Linked DNA regions of Mus musculus: regions 1 and 2 are each linked to region 3. Evidence: chromatin contacts called from public HiChIP or PLAC-seq data. All regions are on one chromosome and are shown on one strand. The core of a region is the stretch at or near the end of the contact, and the rest is flanking DNA. Distances in the headings are between cores, read along the strand shown.

The links. HiChIP or PLAC-seq counts read pairs in DNA pulled down with a chosen protein or histone mark.
Region 1: a CTCF HiChIP or PLAC-seq map of the NIH/3T3 cell line shows a contact between it and region 3, with 21 read pairs. The contact joins two enhancer-like sites. A contact is called at or near these places in 1 of 15 datasets of contacts at CTCF or cohesin (the NIH/3T3 cell line), 2 of 484 Hi-C or Micro-C datasets (the HPC-7 cell line and bone marrow-derived macrophages), 6 of 115 datasets of contacts at active chromatin or transcription factors (the NIH/3T3 cell line, craniofacial prominence, embryonic basal ganglia and 2 more) and 1 of 9 other capture datasets (embryonic stem cells).
Region 2: a contact with region 3 is called in a BATF HiChIP or PLAC-seq map of CD8 T cells, with 22 read pairs. The contact joins two enhancer-like sites. A contact is called at or near these places in 1 of 15 datasets of contacts at CTCF or cohesin (the NIH/3T3 cell line), 7 of 484 Hi-C or Micro-C datasets (CD8 T cells, Th1 cells, bone marrow-derived macrophages and 4 more) and 11 of 115 datasets of contacts at active chromatin or transcription factors (the 230-238 cell line, CD8 T cells, the HPC-7 cell line and 7 more).

What each region holds. Positions count from the first base shown.
Region 1 is chr5:118,293,269-118,295,968 of GRCm38.p6, reverse strand. No RefSeq gene overlaps it. Among named protein-coding and RNA genes, the nearest start is that of Gm25076, 28 kb to the right of the region's middle. Within about 2 kb of position 1,403, at least 132 of the 459 cell types and tissues checked have an H3K27ac peak or open chromatin away from gene starts, as enhancers often do. A contact at or near this core is called in the NIH/3T3 cell line and heart atrium, where this site is marked.
Region 2 is chr5:118,364,077-118,366,776 of GRCm38.p6, reverse strand. No RefSeq gene overlaps it. Among named protein-coding and RNA genes, the nearest start is that of Gm46942, 5.5 kb to the right of the region's middle. Within about 2 kb of position 1,331, at least 19 of the 459 cell types and tissues checked have an H3K27ac peak or open chromatin away from gene starts, as enhancers often do. A contact at or near this core is called in CD8 T cells, where this site is marked.
Region 3 is chr5:118,513,006-118,515,705 of GRCm38.p6, reverse strand. No RefSeq gene overlaps it. Among named protein-coding and RNA genes, the nearest start is that of Gm46921, 22 kb to the right of the region's middle. Within about 2 kb of position 1,450, at least 187 of the 459 cell types and tissues checked have an H3K27ac peak or open chromatin away from gene starts, as enhancers often do. A contact at or near this core is called in CD8 T cells, the NIH/3T3 cell line and heart atrium, where this site is marked.

The DNA.
Region 1 (2,700 bases), core at 154-2,653, 220 kb after region 3:
TATGTATGTGTATGTGTATATGTATACATACAAACACACACATACACACACACATATATATACTTATGCTTTTAAAGTAAGAAATATGAATAGCTGGATGTGCCATGAGACAGTGGCTTGCTCAGATGTGCCCAGCCAAGGAACAATCCCAAGTGTTCTCCAACCAACAAATGCACCTTGGTATAGCAGGGAGGGTTCTGGTCCCACCAGCGTGAGCACTTGACCTCAGGGCTCTTCAAGCCAGCCCTGTCCTGTCACACTCTGATGCTGGCAGAGACAATGGGCAAGTGTCAGCCCTTACATCTGCAGAACCTCAGAGTGCCTCAACACCCCGCTGCAAACCTCAGACAGCAGTCTCAACTCCGCTTATACAGTCCAAGTATAGCAGGACTGTCTCTGAGGCGCCAGCAGCAGAGTAACGACAGGGAGACACTTTTTAATAATTATGAAAGCCTTGCCTTGGCTTAGGCTTGTTCCTAACTAGCTCTTATACTTAAATGTCCCGTTTCTACTAATCTACATTCTCCACACTTGCTCCTTCCCGGAATCTGGTTGGTGAATGATGTCTGACTGATAACTGTCCGCGCTCAGACTTTCCCAGAGTTCCCAACTCTCCCCAGAAGCCCCGCCTATTCTTTCCTGCTCTGCCATAGGCCGTTCATCTCTTTATTAATCCAATCAGAAGGCCATGGATAAGATGCTTGCAAAACGCTGAGAGATGGGATGCTTCATACAAAGACAACCTGTATACGGTGCACAAGAGATTCGCCCAACATCTAAGCCTCCCCTGTGTTTGGTGGGGGCGGAGGGAGGGAGTGGGATAAAATCCCAAAGATATCCTAGAGAATTTATTCCCCTCCATGTTAGAGTGGACCAGTGGTTCTAGGCCTGTGGGTTGCGCAATCCCTTTGGCTAACCTCTATCTCCAAAAATATTTACACTATGATCCATCAAAGTAGCAAAATTATCCAGTGACAACGAAAATAATTTGATGGTTGGTGGGGGGGTCGCCCCAACATGAGGAACTGTATTATAGGGTCGCAGCATTGGGAACCACTGGGCTAGAGCAGTTTGCAAGCTTAAGATCTTTCTCCACCTGCTGGAACCACACTTCTTGCGCGCTGGTCTCAGAAACAGAGGGGATTGGTGACGTTTCCATCTGGCCTGGATTTCCGGCTATCTGAAGGTGGAGATGCATGGCCCCCCTCTGCCAAGAGGCTGAGAAGCTGTCCACAGCGCCACCCGGCTCCTGTCCCCTCTCTGCCAAAGGAGTCAGGAGCAGAGCCAGCCCCTGGCATCCCCAGACAGATGGCAGGGGAGTAAAACAAAAGTGGCCTTGTTAGTACCGGGCGCCTTCCTCAGGAGAAGCTATTTTTGTTGTGGTTATGAAGCGAAGTCTCCGCTGCACCCCCTTTCCCGGCGAGGAGGGCTGTGGGATGAAATTTGTTCCAAAGTTCAGGGTTTTAATTAGAACCAGAAGTGCCAGGTTTTGTCAGAAATATTTTGGAATTGGGTATGCTCGCTCGTGAGCCCCACCCCCCCACCCCCTCTCCCTCTCTCCTGGCAGTGGTACAAAGTAAATGTTGTCCCAGCGGGGACTCCCCTCCCATCACACTTCAGAGCAGAGGGGAGAACTGTTGCCCCTACCCCTGCTCGCAGCTGGGAGCTCTACCCACTTTATGGCCACGGTGGAACTGGGGGAGGAGCACCGGACAGAAGTGGAACCACAGTGCGAGGACACGCCCCCGGGGTTCTTTTGGGAAAAAAGCAAAGGAGCCTGGCACGGCGCCCAGCACACAGGGGCCTCCAGGAAATCCATGTGCCTTGAGAAGAGAAAACAGGCTTCCCCAGGACTGAAGCCAGTGGAGACACTGCAGCCAGGAGCCCAAGTTCAGGGCTGGCAGCGGCGTTCAGGATTCAGACGGCCCTCCTTGTTATTTTGGATTCTTACCTTCCTCTTTCAAAAAAAAAAAAAAAGTGTGTGTGTGTGTGTGTGTGTGTGTGTGTGTGCGCGCGCACGCACACACTAGAACATATGTGTTCTGATGTGTGCATGCAGAAGTCACAGGACAGTTGCTGGCATTGGGGGATCAGGTGATGGATTAGCATTCACCTTGATTTTTGAGGCAGAGTCTCTCATTGTCCGGAGCTTGCCATAACGTGCATGGCCAGTGAGTCTCACCGATCAGCCATCTTTGTCCCCCGGTGCCGGGATTGCAGGCGGGCACCACTATGTCTGGCTTCTTTCACGTGGGTTCTAGGGAACCAAAGTGAAGCCCTCTTGTATACAAGATGACTCTCTACCAACCTGTCCTCTCTCTAGCCCTCTCCTCTCTTTTCCTTCCTTCCTTCCTTCCTTCCTTCCTTCCTTCCTTCCTTCCTTCCTTCCTTCCTTCCTTCCTTCCTGTCTGTTTTTCTACCTTTTCTTTTCTTTCCTTTCCTTTCCTTTCCTTTCCTTTCCTTTCCTTTCCTTTCCTTTCCTTTCCTTTCCTTTTTTCTTTTCTTTTCTTTTCTTTTCTTTTCTTTTCTTTTCTTTTCTTTTCTTTTCTAATTGGGGTGGCTGTTTTGTTTCTCCAGCGCTGGAGACTGAACCCAGAGCAAGCATTCTCCCACTGATGTATATCCCCAGCCCTTTTTGCAGGTTTTGTTTTGAAGCAGGATCCATGCTCAGTAACCCAGACTGACCTTGAACTTGCAATC
Region 2 (2,700 bases), core at 82-2,581, 150 kb after region 3:
CTGCAGCATGCCCACTCGGTCCCCATGTTCTCTCAGTGTCTGGGCCCCGCCCCCATGGCCCTGTGCTTTGAGTGTGCCTATGCTCAAATCTCTCTACCTCCTTAAGGAAGCATCAGACTTGCTAGGCAGGCCTTTTACCCTAGCTGCTCAGAAGCTGATGCAGGAGGACCACAGGTTCAAGGCCTGCTTGGACTTTGAAATTCAAGGTCAACTTAGTGAGACTCTGTCTCAAAAGAAGAGAAAGGTTTTCTGGGGCTCTAGGTCCACTGACCACAGTGGCAAGTAGGGTGCTTGCCTGACATATGTGGAGACTAAGGTTCAACTCCCAGTATTGGGAAAAGGAGGGTGAGGAAGAGGAGCAGAGGGAGGGTGAGGAAGAGGAGGAGGGTGAGGAAGAGGAGGAGGGTGAGGAAGAGGGGGAAGCAAGAAAGAAAAGGAGGAAGAGGGTGAGAAAGCAGAGGAGGGGGAAGAGGAGGAAGGGGAGGAGGAGGGAAAGAAAGAAGGAAGAAAGGAAGAGGAGAAAGAAGGGAAGAAGAGGAGGGGGAGGAAGAGGATGGGGAAGAAGAGGAGGAAGAAGAGGAGGGCGAGGAAGAAAAGGAGGAGAGGAATAAGAGAAGGAGGAGGAAAAGGAAGAAGAGGAAGGGGAGGGGAGGAAGTGGAAGAGGAGAGGAAGAGGGTTGGAAGAGGAAGAAAAGAAAGAGGGGAGGAAGTGGAGGAGGAAAAGGAGGAGGAAAAAAAGAGGGAGAGGAAGAAGAAAAGGAAAAGAGAAATATGGCCTAACTAAACTACATTTACAAAGGCCATATTCACTAGTTTGGGGCACTAGAACTTAGCATGTGCCTTAGGGGAGGGACACAGTTCAACCCTTAGCAGATGAGTTAGTGGTAGCTCTCATGGCGAGGGAGAAAAGGCCCCCTAATGGCCACGTCTGTGGAAGTTCACTTGATCTCAGTTTGAGTCAGATGGCAGTAAGCACAGGCTGCCACGTGGCCGATGGCTGATCAAATGACCAGCTCCACTCTCCCCATCTCGCTATGCTCTACCACCAATTTCCCTTTCTAAGAGTCAGAAGTTCCAGGAGACAGGAATTATATAACTCAAGGTCTCTGCATTCCCCCCTCTCTAGCACCTCCCTCCCCGCACAGAGCAGGTAATGAATCTGCCATGCTTGCTGACTTTAGGTTATGCAGAGGACCTGTGTTCATCTAAGGGCTTTTGAGGTACAGTTGAGTGTAACCCCAGAAGGCTGATCCATTACCCTCCTGTACTGGATCTCCCCAGATCTTTCTCCTACTCAGAGCCTTGCATGTACAGGAGTCAGGGCGGTGGTGGGGGTGTCTCCCAGTAATAGGATGGCACTGTAATTGCTCAGCAAGATTACAACATCAGGCCCATCCATCAAGCTGCTCCTAATGGAATGTGGTGTCCCGAACGAGGAGGGCAGGGTCATAATGTGGGGTGTCTGTAGGCTGCTTTCTAGCTATGAGCTATGGAGCTGAAATGATAGTCCGATCAATGATGTAGAGGCACTAAAATATAGCTCCGTGAATCTGCACATCCGTAAAACCGAGTTATTGACAACCCTGAGTGGATGTATCTCAGGCCGGCTCTTTTAGCCCTGACAGCTAGCTAGTTCTCTCTCTCTCTCTCTCTCTCTCTCTCTCTCTCTCTCCCAAAAGGGATGGGAATGCAGTTCATTTTTTTTCATAGTCTTCATAGCAGACCACACACCCCCCCCAACAAGGCCCAAGTTCAAATGCTTTTCTCTGTTCCATGGGTCTGTAGGGAAGAAATAAGCTCTCAGGGGCCTTCCCAGTTACCCTGAAGCTCCATGCCTGCCTGGTCTGGCCACACCAAGCCTGTCAGTGGGCCAAGAGGTGGGAAGGGGAAGTGCTGTAGCAGGCCATCTTGCCGCCTGCAGGGTTCTAGAGTGAGCAGATAAGCCTCTATAGCTTCACCACCCACTACCCCGTGACCCAGACATGGGTTTCGCCTGGTGAAAGCGATATTCTCTTTCTGCTTTGTGTGTTATTAATTTGTGTGTGTGTGTGGGGGGGTGAATACTAGCAAAAATGAATGTATTTACACAGTTGTGTTTCCTCTTGAGACCTTCATGTCCTCCTAGGGGTTTTATACTGCTTCTCACTCCTCTGGGGAATGGCGAATGGCAAGAATATCCAACCAGGCTGGCCTCAGAGGGGGTCACTGTGTTGGAACTGACCCTTACTCCCACTCTGTTGTGAGGGACCCCACTGAGGCACAGAGCCAAGAGGGACACCGAGGCTCCAGCATAGTTATGAAGTCACATCCCAGGTCATCCCTCCTCCTCTACACACCAGCAAAGCCAGCTTCTTTCACTTTCTCCCCTGCAGTGCCCACCTCCCCTCAGACCACACACCTGTCGAGGGCAGGGCTTGGCAGGCACAAGCTTCCGTCCTACTCCTACCACAGCATCAGTACCATTATGCAATGGAGATATTAAGGATCCCAGGTCCCCGGCCATCAGGTCTCCTCATTGTAGGCCCAGAGCTTATCGTTCTTAATTTAATGTCCAGCTTCCCCTCACCAATGAGGAGTTCCTCTACAGAGGAGGCCTCTTCATTTGTCTTTATTATTATGATTGTGACTTTAGCAGCAAGGTAAAGGAAGACCCATGGTAGGAGTGGAAAAATGGATGAATGGACGGATGGATGGATGGGC
Region 3 (2,700 bases), core at 201-2,700:
TTTCAAACGCCTTGACAAACCGCTCGGTACCAGGAGCCAGTAGAAGGGGGGCCTTTAACACCGTATTTATTTTGACTGGTTAAACAGGCTATGGCTGTAAAGGAAACAGCTCTCAGAAAAGGAGACCGCCTGGCCGACTCGGGGCTCACTCTTTCTACCCACACACACACTGTTTAAAGCATTCCAGAAAGCCTGCCAACTTTCCTGGCACGGCTCTTATTTCTTTACATGCATGTTGCATTCCATCTGGTTAATGCGCCATTCTTGGATTCTGGCGAGGGCCTAGCAAGGTGGCATGGTGTGCTCAGGCTTGTTCTATGCAAAGCAGGGTACCAGCCAGAGGGAGCTTTGGCGGGATGGGGGGAGTTCTACCTTCCTTAGGCACAGGGGTGCCTGGAGTCCCAAAGACAAGAGGGCAACTGCCTACCCAGCTCTCTCCAGATGTGGCTGAAGCCCTTCCTTTGTTTTTTTGTTTTGTTTTGTTTTTTGTTTGTTTGTTTGTTTGTTTTTCTTTTAGTGGTGTTAGGGATCAAAGCCAGGACTCTGCACATAACACTATACACTACAGTGCTCTATATACATTGAGCCCTGCCCCCAGCCGAATTTCAGGTTCAGTAAAGTCACAAGTGAGCCATCCCTTGCACTTCACTCTACCCAGAGAGTTTAGGGAGATGCAGCTGCTCTGCCTCCTCTGGTACACAGCCAAGAATATACAAGGAGGGTGCGTGAGGCTAATGTTAGGAAGCCACATTACTGTTTACAAATGTGAGTTTGGTCCAGAGGCATCCCAAGGACCGGGATGCGAACACCTAGGTCTGATGGTTTCAGACACTTAAGAGAAAGGTTCGTCTCTGTATTCATTTAGTTCTCCAGAACCACTGAGGACGTGCTGTGATTTGGATCCAACACCATAATGCATGTGGAAGACAGGAAAGCCAGGTTTTAGATACTCTCAGAACATCTGGCGAATTCAGCTTTTAAAAGGGGGCAGGGGGAGCGAGGGGAGAGAAGACAGACCCCTTCGGAAGCCGTTGTCAGGTACTGGGTATCCAAAAAACATTCTCCGGGTTGACTCAAGTGTTCTCGCCTCCCTCCTCCCCAGTGGAATAGGAATAGAACCCATGAGACTGGTGAGTTAGGAATTCAGAGGAGAAAATTGGCTCTTGGCACCGCGAGCAAAAACATGGAGGTCTCTGCCTGGACGACGCGTCAAACGCACGTCTCTCAGAGTCCCGCCTGCGGTGCGAATAGAATGCTCCTGTTCTGAAGTGGAATTACTCACCTGGATCCGGCGCGAGTGACACGGCACCGAGAGGTTTAAAAAAAAAAAAAAAATCCCGGTTCCTAATGAGAAACAGCCGCGTGCGGAATAAAATTAGTGTGAGTTGTGTAATCCCAGCTGGCCAGTTGCGAGAACAGGGAGGAGGCAGGAGGCGAGGGAACAGGCTCTGGAGCCCATCCTGACCCTCTGGGTTGGAATTTCTGAGTCTCTTTGCCTTGAGTCAGAATAGGAAACCGAACCCTGACCGCGCGCTTCTTTTTATAGAATCGAACTTTCTTGCCAGCTTCCTCCGGAGCGCGAGATCGTCCCTCTTCGTCTCTAAACAATACGCCAATCATCAGATGTGAGGAGAGGGAGGAGGGGCGTAGTGTTCTGGGAGCATCAGACAGAACCCAGGCCCAGGGCCCAAGACAAACACCGAGCCCCAAGTTTGGCTTCCGTACCAGACCTGGTAAATACAACATGTTTTTACAGGTTGAGAAATTGTCTGGCTCGTCTCTGAAATTTTCTCTCTTTCTCCCACTTCTTCTGACTTGGATCTCAGCGTTCTGTCAGCGTTCTGCCTCGGTGTTGGCCAAGTTCACGTTTGCCAGTTGCCGAGTGGATAATAGATGGTTTGTAAGATTCGTAATCTGTTGGGGAGACGGAAACTCAGACAGCCAGGCAGTCGTTGCCTGTGTGATAAAAATGACTCTCATGAGTTTTTACTTGGCCCGGCTGGCCAGGCTTGTACTGAAGGACAGTGGGAACCAAATGACTTAATGCCCAGTCAATCACTGCCTCAGCCACTCTGACCGGGCAGCCCACCGGACACGCCCCCCCCCCCCGCGCGCCCCCCATAATCAGTTTAGAGTCAATTCTTGCTTGTAAGGGAGGCTGGAGTCTGCTGGCCCAAAGTGTGAAGTCGCTGGTTTAAAATAAAAGGAAAAAAAAAGAGAAAGAATTCTCATTAAAAATGGATTTTTGTTGTTAAGTGTTTTGAGGCCAGGAACAGCGAAGTTGGAGGAGATCCGTTGCCAGAAGCTAACAGCTTTTCCAACTTTGGGTTCCCAGTTCCACTCTGGCTTCTCATAATTGGGTCTCAACGGTGCCAGGACATGTCATAAACTACCAAATTTGTACAACAATATATTGACACAAGTGACTCTGTGTAGCCTGAACTTAAAGGTAGTGGGGGTGGGGTTATGGACTGTCCCTACTGGCATGGCTCCCTAGGGTCACCTGGGATAATTACCATTCCTGGAGTGGTGACCACTGTCAGTCAGACCAGTTTGCTGACCTGCTTGGATCTCACAGAGTTAAATTGCTAAGAAAGCCATCTTGCCTTCTAGACCTGCTTCCCTGTGGTCTCCCCTACCAGCTTACCTCAGAAGAGGGCTAAAGGGTCAACTCTAGCAGGAACATTCCAGCAGAACAAT